Regions from separate parts of the Mus musculus genome. Here regions 1 and 2 are each linked to region 3. The links are chromatin contacts, called in public Hi-C and HiChIP or PLAC-seq maps. All regions are on one chromosome and are shown on one strand. The core of a region is the stretch at or near the end of the contact, and the rest is flanking DNA. Distances in the headings are between cores, read along the strand shown.

What was found. Hi-C and Micro-C count contacts between places; a contact is called where the count stands out from the background. HiChIP or PLAC-seq counts read pairs in DNA pulled down with a chosen protein or histone mark.
Region 1: a Hi-C map of ventral hippocampal neurons shows a contact between it and region 3, with 2.0 times the contacts expected there. The contact joins two enhancer-like sites. A contact is called at or near these places in 27 of 484 Hi-C or Micro-C datasets (the C10 cell line, the C2C12 cell line, the CH12 cell line and 17 more), 6 of 115 datasets of contacts at active chromatin or transcription factors (the 230-238 cell line, bone marrow-derived macrophages, hepatocytes and 2 more) and 3 of 9 other capture datasets (adipose tissue, bone marrow-derived macrophages and embryonic stem cells).
Region 2: an HNF4G HiChIP or PLAC-seq map of pancreatic cancer cells shows a contact between it and region 3. The contact joins two enhancer-like sites. A contact is called at or near these places in 4 of 39 promoter capture datasets (the HPC-7 cell line, cranial neural crest, frontonasal cranial neural crest and 1 more), 5 of 115 datasets of contacts at active chromatin or transcription factors (bone marrow-derived macrophages, extraembryonic endoderm stem cells, neural tube and 1 more) and 3 of 9 other capture datasets (adipose tissue, embryonic stem cells and liver).

Annotation. Positions count from the first base shown.
Region 1 is chr9:89,972,320-89,976,039 of GRCm38.p6, forward strand. Rasgrf1 (RAS protein-specific guanine nucleotide-releasing factor 1) reads left to right here. Exons shown (of 27, transcript NM_011245.2): 9 at 2,446-2,564. Among named protein-coding and RNA genes, the nearest start is that of Rasgrf1, 64 kb to the left of the region's middle. Within about 2 kb of position 2,257, at least 18 of the 459 cell types and tissues checked have an H3K27ac peak or open chromatin away from gene starts, as enhancers often do. A contact at or near this core is called in cortical neurons and ventral hippocampal neurons, where this site is marked.
Region 2 is chr9:90,046,654-90,049,866 of GRCm38.p6, forward strand. No RefSeq gene overlaps it. Among named protein-coding and RNA genes, the nearest start is that of Ctsh, 6.0 kb to the right of the region's middle. Within about 2 kb of position 1,523, at least 36 of the 459 cell types and tissues checked have an H3K27ac peak or open chromatin away from gene starts, as enhancers often do. A contact at or near this core is called in pancreatic cancer cells, where this site is marked.
Region 3 is chr9:89,840,632-89,843,871 of GRCm38.p6, forward strand. The region is part of intron 3 of 4930524O08Rik (RIKEN cDNA 4930524O08 gene); the gene reads left to right. Among named protein-coding and RNA genes, the nearest start is that of 4930524O08Rik, 16 kb to the left of the region's middle. Within about 2 kb of position 1,725, at least 60 of the 459 cell types and tissues checked have an H3K27ac peak or open chromatin away from gene starts, as enhancers often do. A contact at or near this core is called in cortical neurons, pancreatic cancer cells and ventral hippocampal neurons, where this site is marked.

The DNA.
Region 1 (3,720 bases), core at 1,007-3,506, 130 kb after region 3:
ATGGAGGTCACAACATGAGGTTGAGCCCTGTGGTCAGACATAGCCGATTAGGAATAAGGATGAGGGAGGCTCAACTTCCTGGAGCCAGCAAAGGATATCAGGCAGGGCTCAGCTCCAAGCTAAGCAGAGGAGCAGGCTGAGCCCGGCAGGAGACAAGCTGCCTAGCCTGATCCTTCTGAGAACCTGCAGAGTTACTGAGTCAGGAGGGAGGACCGGGGAAGCATATGGGGTGTGTGACTGCAGATCTGTAGAGCCTGTGGCAGGAAAAAGAAAGAACCCTCTGCAGGTCCAAATCCTACATGCTCCTCCCTCCCTCCCCAGAGGAAATGCCTAGGATGTCCTTTAAGGTTCCTCATTGCTGAGAGATAGATGCCTGAGGTGCAGATGGCCTGAGAGGCCAAGATATGCATCCTACTCTTCCTTCCACCCAGTACCTGCACCTTCTCCTAAGCCCAACCTTAATGGCACACTGGAGCGTTCTCTCACCCTCTCACCTCCCCCCACCCGCCTCCATAGGGTGCTAAGGGAAGTAACCTAGCAAGATAAGAAACCATCAGATAGCCAAGCCCTGGCTAGACTAGGAGTCACACCTCCCTCTCCAACCCAGTCACTAGCTGTCCTCAGAGCTGTACCTCCTCCCACACCTCCAGCTGCTCTCCGTAAGAACCAGATGTTTGTTTGTCTTGCCATTTTATCCTCAACCACCACTGTAGCACCACTGATAACACAGTGATAAGCATCACTTCTGGGGCCTGCGGTCCCTCAAAGAGCTTAGCAGCTATGTCTGCACATAGGTCCCTAGCACCAGTCTGCCTCAGAAGCCGAACTTACCCGGTAGGCTGCCCTTGTCATGTCTCCACCACTGTGGAGTTCCCCCTTTGGACCTTTCAGAGTCCAACATGCCCAAGCACAACTTCACCTTCACCGTGAGAAATGTTCTCTCTGCCACTGGCATTTCTCAAACGGAACCCCATCTTTAGGAACTGGGTGTCTCAGAAAAACATTTCTGTGGAGGAGAAGGAGAAACTGAGGCTGCTAGAGAGAAGGGAGCCAGTCTAGATGTCCCAGAGAGTTTAAATTAAAATGGGAGTGCTAAACCAGAAAAAAAGCAAGACAAACAAACAAACAAATAAACAGTAAACTGAAATGCTGAGCCCCACCTGCTCCCCAGCGTTCCACACGTGGACAACTGAGGGCCCTCTGGCTGAGGCTTGAGGTTTTGCTCATTTTATAGCCCACACAAAGCACCCTTAGATTAAACCACATGTGGTCACCAGCCCTCTTGGTGACACTGCCTGTAGTACTTCAGAAATAGGTAGAAAACCATGAGATGTGCTCTTCTTGAAGTAGGTAGGGATTTCCCAGTACTTCTTTTTTTTTTTTTTTTTTTTTGGTTTTTCGAGACAGGGTTTCTCTGCATAGCCCTGGCTGTCCTGGAACTCACTTTGTAGACCAGGCTGGCCTCGAACTCAGAAATCCACCTGCCTCTGCCTCCCGAGTGCTGGGATTAAAGGCGTGTGCCACCACACCCGGCTTCCCAGTACTTCTCTGCTTTCCTAAAAAGCCTGGGAACCCACCAGAACAAAATTGCCAGAGTCCCCCTTTTTTTTTCTCACGTGTTACTTTTTTCAACGTAATTAAATGGCACCATCTCCTGGACAGTACTAGAGTTGCAGAAGACAGAAAAAAAAAAAAAAAAAAAAAAAAAAAAAAAAAAAAAACGAACAGCTTGTTTTCCTCCCAGAAGACAAGTAGATAAAAAGCCAGTCTTTCTCTCTGAGCCAGCATAATTGGCAGGCACTCACAAATCTCATAATATTCCAGGGCCCATGCAACATTAAAATCACAGCTGTTTAAAGACATGGCAGAAAGATCTGGTACATAGCTCCGTGGTAGAGCATCATTCTCAAGACCTTGAGTTCGATTCCCAGCAAGGAGGGGACAGCCTGAGGAAAGAGTACAGGAGGGGATAGCCTGAGGAAAGAGTACAGGAGGGGACAGCCTGAGGAAAGAGTACAGGAGGGGACAGCCTGAGGAAAGAGTACAGGAGGGGACAGCCTGAGGAAAGAGTACGGGGGGAACTCTGCTTGTGGATGAAAATAGTGTATAGTAAGACGTGGGTTACAAGAAGAAATGGTATCCTGGGCTCACATCTCCCTCCTGGACTGGATCTGTTCTCTATCCTACAATGCTCAACACTGAAACGTGCCAATTTCCCTTTCATTTTTCCTAAAATAAACACCTGGCAACTTGTACTGCCAGGGGATTAAACCAGATGGAGCCTGGCCAGTGTCCAGCGTACAGTTGGCACTCAGTAGATACGAATACCCTTCCCTTTCTTAACCAGGGCCCCATGCCCTAGCTTCTCTTCTTAGGTCTGCCTAGAGAGAGAGCATCCCCCTCCTGAAAGTGGACCAGCATATCTCTTACTTCCTGTCTCCCCAGGATCATGCATGACGAAGTCAGTGAAACCGAGAACATCCGCAAAAACCTGGCCATTGAGCGTATGATCACGGAGGGCTGTGAGATCCTCCTGGACACCAGCCAGACCTTCGTGCGCCAAGGTAGGGTGGCTGCTCTGCACCCCCACTGAGGGGTCCCTGAGAGGAGGGTGGCACTCAGGGACATCATCAGTAGACTGACCTGCAACTGTGACTGTGGAATGTTCTAGACTGCTGGGATGCAAAAGTTTGACATGGAAGCAACACTTATGCACACACACACATGCAGATACCACTGGTCTTCTGTCATGCCAAATGTGAGTCTACTACCGAGGTTAGCCATGGACTTTTTGTTGTAAGCTCTGACCTGTCCTTCCATGGAGAAAGTAGGAGACAGAATGGGGACAGATAGCCACTGGCCCTGAGAATAGAATTTATCAGAGGTATTGGGAGGGATCCCTGCACTCAGGGGTTCTCATTGAAATGGGTCTTAACCACTTCTGGCTCCTGCTCACCCTGAGAATGGGTCTGGGTGGCTTGGCCCTGTTGAGCTCCTGATGGCTTAGAGACATCAAAGCTGTGATGCATTTGAAGGTCACCTTATGCGGCTGCCATGTTTTATGTTAGACTCAGCATTTGCTCCTTTGTCCCAGATGGATGTCTGCCCCCAAATCATCTTCCAGCATCTCCTCCATCCAGGTCTGGAGTTCGCTAGCTAGTAAATAGCTCTGTGAGAGGCTTATACTGATTGGTACATCAGAATCTGGGCCCCTGGGGAAGATCTGATAGACATTATGTTCCATGGATGGTGGCTGCATTTGACCCCAGGAGGGTCTACCTGGGACACAGGAAGCCCAGGGGCAGTTCCCAGTCTTCACGTCTCCCTGAGTTGCACAAGACATGATCTATACCAGAAGTATTCCCAAGAAGCCTCTTTCTACTTCTCTGAAGCCTTGGGGAAAAAGCCCCTCCTGGAGTGGACAGTCCCCTCAAAGACCTGGAAGCTGCCATATCACCCCGAAAAAGCACTTCCTCCTCTGTACTGGAGCAGGACCTGGAGCCCCTCTCAGCCCTTCCCACTGTTCAGCCTCACAGCCAACACTGACCCTTGCCCTCTGTACACCGAGTCCCCATGGGCTTCCAAGGCCCCCAGAGAATAGAACCAGTCTCACCTTGCAGAAGAAGACCTGTCACAAATGAACATCTCAGTTGCAGCAGACATAGAGAGGGGCGGGGACGTCAGGGGAGAGAGGCTTTCCTAGAGAGGCTGGGCAGTGTG
Region 2 (3,213 bases), core at 273-2,772, 210 kb after region 3:
TGGAAAACTACCCTGGCACATGCACAGATTATTTGTTTACTACTTAGAACACAGGATGTCGGCACCATCTTGTAATGACGAATGTGAGGGCGGCTCCTCACAGAGAAGCATCTGAAAAATTGTTCAACATCCTTAATCATCAGGGAAATGCAAATCAAAACAACCTTGGTGGGATTGCAAGCTGGTACAACCACTCTGGAAAATCAATCTGGCAGTTCCTCAAAAAATTGGACATAGTACTACCGGAGGATCCAGCAATACCTCCCCTGAGCATATACCCAGAAGATGTTCCAACTTGTAATAAGGACACATGCTCCACTATGTTCATAGCAGCCTTATTTATAGTAGCCAGAAGCTGGAAAGAATCTAGATGCCCCTCAAGAGAGGAATGGATACAGAAAATGTGGTACATTTACACAATGGAGTACTACTCAGCAATTTAAAAACAATGAATTTATGAAATTCTTAGGCAAATGGATGGATCTAGAGGATATCATCCTGAGTGAGGTAACCCAATCACAAGAGAACACACATGATAATACACTCACTGATAAGCGGATATTAACCTAGAAACATATACAACCACCAAAACCATATACTATTGCATATGCCAGAAAGATTTTGCCAACAGGACCTTGATATAGCTATCTCTTTTGAGGCTATGCCAGTGCCGGCAAATACAGATGTGGATACTCACAGTCATCTATTGGATGGAACACAGGGTCCCTAATGGGAGAGAAAGTACCCAAGAAGCTGAAGGGGTCTATAACCCTATAGGAGGATCAACAATATGAACTAACCAGTACCCCCCAGAGCTGTGTCTCTAATTGCATATGTAGCAGAGGATAGCCTAGTTGGCCATCAATGGGAGGAGAGGCCCTTGGTCTTGCAAAGATCATATGCCCCAGTACAGGGGAATGCCAGGGCCAGGAAGCAGGAGTGGGTGGGTTGGGGAGCAGTGGGGAGGGTATAGGGGACTTTGGGATAGCATTTGAAATGTAAATGAAGAAATTATCTAATAAAGAAAAGAAAGAAGCCGGGCGGGTGTGGTGGCACACACGCCTTTAATCCCAGCACTTGGGAGGCAGAGGCAGGCAAATTTCTGAGTTTGAGGCTAGCCTGGTCTACAAAGTGAGTTTCAGGAGAGCCAGGGCTATACAGAGAAACCCTGTCTCGAAAAACCAAAAAAAAAAAAAAAAAAAAAAAAAAAGCAAAAAAAAAGAAGGAAAGGAAAGGAAAGGAAAGGAAGGAAGAAAAGAAGGAAGAAAGGAAGAAAGGAAGAAAGAAAGTGCCCGGGAGAGTTCTCCTTTCTCAAGGACCTGGAGGCAAACTAGCTTCTGAGTCACTACGACTGTTGAGAGAACTCAATGCTGTGTTGTTATAGGACTCAGACTCCTTAGCTGGAGTCAAGCAAGGCCCTTCCAGCCCAAAGAGTCCACCTGTTTTCCTTGGCTTGTGCCTTCTGATTCTTGGGATTCTAAGCTCTCTGGCTCACTTCCTGCATCACCCCTTCCTGAGTCTGTAGCTGTTGTTTGTTTTTCTCTTTTTAGATAAGGTCTATTGTAGCCTAGCCTGGCCTCTCACTGTAACTCTCTAGTATGCCTTTGTCCTTTTGATTCCCCTGCCTGAGTGCCGAAATGATAAGCACATACTACTGTGCTACATGTCATATGCTGCTAGGGATTTTGTTGTTTTGCTTTTTTTTTTTTCAAGACAGTGTTTCTCCCTATAGCCCTGGCTTTCTTGGCACTTGATCTGTAGACCAGGCTGGCCTGAAGCTCAGGCACTCTGCCTCCTGGAGTGCTGAGATTAAAGGCAGGCGTTCCCACCCACCCGGCAGCTAAAACTAGAGACCAAACCCAGGGTTTCCTGCATGCTAAGCAAATACACTAACAACTGATTTATAGCCCCAGTCTTTCCTCTTTGCCCAATTTTCCCTCCTCTTCTGATTTCCTCTGACCTCATTTTCTCCCTCACCTCTGTTCCTCCTATTGTAACAGGGTCTCAGACCCTCAGACGGCCCAGGTCTTAGCACAACTGACTCCAATTATGAAAATACCACTCAGGCCACAAAACTTATTGAGGAGAGAGCACCACCTGCTAAATGAAAACAAAGACTTAATCCATCAAAGCCCATAGTTCTGGGAAAGTCTCTAAATGTACTAACCTTGCTTTTGGCTTCTGTGGTTCTGCTTCTGGCTAACTGTGCTTGTTAACTGAATTCTGTCAACAAGAATATGGGTTTTGTGCTTAAAAGCTCACCCTGAAATAATCTCTGGCCAGCTAATAAAAACTTTCTATTGGCTTAAACCCATGTAGAGCAAGCAGTCTTCTCTAGTGGATACCCTATAACATTCTGCCTTTGAGGGTCCTGTGATTGATTGCAAGGCTCCCAAAATGATCATGTTTTAAGGTCAATTAGCTTGGGGTCAATTTCAGACGTAAAGTCCCTTTCCGGCAGTACTCAGATAACCTGAAGAAAGGGACCTGCCACCAGCACCAGCCTTCAATATCTTCACTGCAGATGCGAAGAAGTCAAGATCCTCACAGGTGCACAGGCAGATGCCAGCTGACTTCAGTAGGGCAAACAAATTCACCATCAAAGCAGGTTCCAAGAAACACAAGTTGTGGGAGTGGCCAACCGATGACTGGTCCAGCTTGAGACCCATACCAGGAGAGGGAGCCCACTCCTGACACTTCCTGGAAGACCAGGAACCGGAGGCTGGATAGCCCAGAGTCCCACAACAGAACCAAACACAATTCTCAAAAAGAAAGAAAGACAGAAAGAAAGACAGACAGACAGACAGACAGACAGAAGGAAAGAGAGAAAGAAAGAGAAGAGAAAAGAAAGAGAAGAGAAAGAGAAAAGAGAAAAGAGAAAAGAGAAAAGAGAAAAGAGAAAAGAGAAAAGAGAAAAGAGAAAAGAGAAAAGAGAAAAGAGGAGAAAAGAGAAAAGAGAAAAGAGAAAAGAGAAAAGAGAAAAGAGAAAAGAGAAAAGAGAAAAGAGAAAAGAGAAAAGAGAAAAGAGAAAAGAGAAAAGAGAAAAGAGAAAAGAGAAAAGAAAAAGAAGAAAGTCAATGAAATGATTCCTAATAATACTAAGCTATACTAGTAGACCCAAGCCTAGCATAATTGCCATCAGAGAGGATTCATCCAGCAACTGTTGGGAGCAGATGTAGACCCACAGCCAAACACACTCAGGAAATCCTGCAG
Region 3 (3,240 bases), core at 475-2,974:
TCCAGCCTTCCAACCCTCACCCACTAAATCTCCGTCCTTATTAGTCCCCCTTGCTTTCCCCTCTTGTCACCTGTGTTCTGCTGTGCCACTTTTAATATCTTTCATCCTCCTGTCGCCAATGGTCTTGTTTTAATTTCCTGTAGTCCACAGGTCCTCCAAGTAATACACAGATCTAAAGATCTATTTGCTTTTTAAAAGTATTTTGAAATATAAAATGCACAAAACATCACTCACTCAAATCAAAATGAAGCTAATTTTGTTAATTCTGACCACTTAGTTCATTCTGTAAAAAGGCAATTCTCCACTCATCTCGCTAATGTCTTTCGCTGGAAATAACAACTATTAGTTTCCAGGTCCCTCCTAGACCTCTCTCTGTGATTAAGTAGACCCATGTTGGCATGCTCAATGGGTAACTATGGTCAAAGGCATTGTAATAACTATTTGGGTGTCTTCTTTATGCAAGAAAGAATAAACCAGGCATGGTGGCACATGCCTATAATCTGAGATGCTGGGGCAGAAGACCCTCAAGGCCATCCTGGGGTAAAGTGTGATACTTTGTCTCCAACAAGCAAAACTAAACAAACAGATAGAGTAACATATACCAAATAAGGCAAGGAAACAAAGAGAACAGTCTAAAATACCAATGTAATGAGAGAATACCATATTGACCAAGGGGTCTACTAAACTGACTGACAGCTCATGGCCAGGTCCAGGGGTAGCCAGGATTGTAGGGAGCCACTGTGACTCAGTGTAGCTGCTGACCTGGGCAAACAGGAGAGCACAAAGCAGGAAAAGCTGAGAGCCCATCAGGGGATGGGTGCTCATCAGTGTGGCATTAGCACCTGCCTCTGGGAAGCTCCCAGAGGTACTCTTGAATCAAGCTGACAGTTCTAGCCACATCTGAGCAGCCTGACAGTCGAGCCACTGCCTGTTGGAAGACACACCCAGGTCAGCAGACCCTGTCCCTTCCCTGACACGTATGAGTCATACTGATAGAGTAACAACAACTCAGCAGGAACATCTGGGAATGGGCAGCATGCCATTTAATCCCCTCACAGTTTGCCTGGCAGGGGCACTATGATTGGTCCCATTTCCCAAAGGTACAACTGAGGCTCAAGGAAGTGAAGTCACCTGCCCACTTTCTGTCCCACTCTCTGGCAGTCAGAAGGTACCACGTGCTCTTTTGGTGTTTCCACAGGGAAGTAATTTCTCCCTATTTTCCAGATAAAGTAACTGAGACCCAAAGCGGTCCTGAATCTGCATCTGTTGGCGCAGAGCAGCCTTACTCCTCCTCTCTGGGGCCCAACTTGGAGGTGGTGCTGCAGAAATACAGAGAAGGGCAGGTTGCATAACATGGCTGTTCTCCTCCAAAAGCTGCAAACACCCACTTTCCCCATTCACGAATCTGGGCAATGAGTGGTGGGAGTCAGGGGAGGATATATTAAAAAAAAAATTGTCTCCTTCAGTCAGGGAATTTCACAGTATAATTATATAGTGAGGACATCAAATTAGCAGAATGAGGGACTGTCAGAGGCAGCAGCGAAGCACCACTGTTGTCCCCAGATTCACAACCACTCACAGCACAGCCTCCTGAGTAGGCTCGGGAACTCTCCTCTCTTAGATCCTAAATGCACGCTAGCGATGGGAGGAACTCTCAGCTGGAGGAGTTCTCAGCAGCCATTGATTTCCCAACCCCCTCATGTCACACTTGAAAAATAACATCCCCAGAGGGCTGGACAGCCAAGTCCAGCCCCACCCAAGCTCTCAGAAGTCTAGTGGGAGAAGCACTCCCCTTGGGCTTTTGGAGTCCAAAATAAATGCACATAGAGCTCTCTGCATCGTTACCATGGTTATAGATAACAAGGGCCGTGGCAAAGCACAGCAAATTAGTTAATGATGAGAGAGAAACTTCCAGCAGTGACACATTCTGCTTGAGCGAATGGCTTGCCTTATTCAGTGGCAAGCAGGTTTCTGGTGCCAAGGCGAGCTCTGGTAGTGAGAGGAGATAATAATATGGGGGAGAGTATGCAAAACAGGCTAACCACACAGCCTGTTTCTGTCCCTCCTCATGCTTTCTGCCAACCAAAAACAGAGTTCAAGCAATGCAACGGTCTCACAATCCCTTGAGACCTTATGTTCTGGGCCAGCAGAGAGGACAGGAAGATAAAGAGACAGCCCCTGGCCCTTGGACAGATTGTGTGATCTCATCTGAGTGGTCAAAGTAGGAACTGGATCAGACCAAACACGGAAGTGCCCCCATGGAGCCTCACTCAATGGCTGGACAACTTTGCTCGATGTCGTCAAGTCGCTAGGCACCTCGCTTCAGTCTGACCGTGGTAGTGATCTGAAAAGGGAGCTATGATTATTCTGTGTCCTGTAGCCATCTTCTTTACACTGTATCTGTGGTTCCTCTTTCCTCATCAAGAGAGTCTGTGTCCCTTCATTCGAACCAACAGCGCTTGTCCTTCTCAGTTGTTGTGACCAATGAGATGTGGAGCTGACAAAGCCACAAGTACTAAAGTCCTGACCCACTCCCAGAAAAGGTCAGTGTGGTGACCATTAACCTATAAAGTAAAACTGAATACACAGGCATACTTTTTTTTTTTCAGTTCTGCCTCAGTCCCAGTTGTTGGAGAAGCAGATGTTGTTGGGGGAGTTGAGGATCTCTTCAAAACCATTCTGTGCCTATGCTGCAATAAAGGTCTATCAGGGTTTTATTGTTTTTTTTTTTTTTAAGGCAGTGGGAATAAGCCAGTGTCCAGGGTTGCAGTGGGGATCATGAGGTTGTGCTGTCCCCAAAGAACACATGGGAGATCTAAGGCAGTGTGGAGACAGTGTGAGTGCTATGAGGTTGAGGAACTGCTGCAAAACCCCTCGGGGAGCTAACAAGGAATGTCTTCAAGGAGCAACCTAGAGGAGAACAGCTTTATCCAAAAGCAGTAGTGAGGGATCAACAGTAGCTGCTGTGCTTGGAGAGGCTGCAAGATGCTTCTCTCAGGCAAGCCACAAATGCCCCCTCAGTCTTGCCTGCCTTGATCTACAACCTCCCACAAGAGGAGTCATCCCTCACTCCATCACTCTCCTCTGCTCCGTGCATTTTTTTAAATTTTTATTTTATTTTTATTTTTATGTGTATTAGTGTTTGCCTGTGTGTATGTCTGTACATTACGTATGTTCAGTGCTTACCAAGGCCAGAAGAGGGCATTGGCTCTCCCGGTATTGGACTTACATACTGTTGGG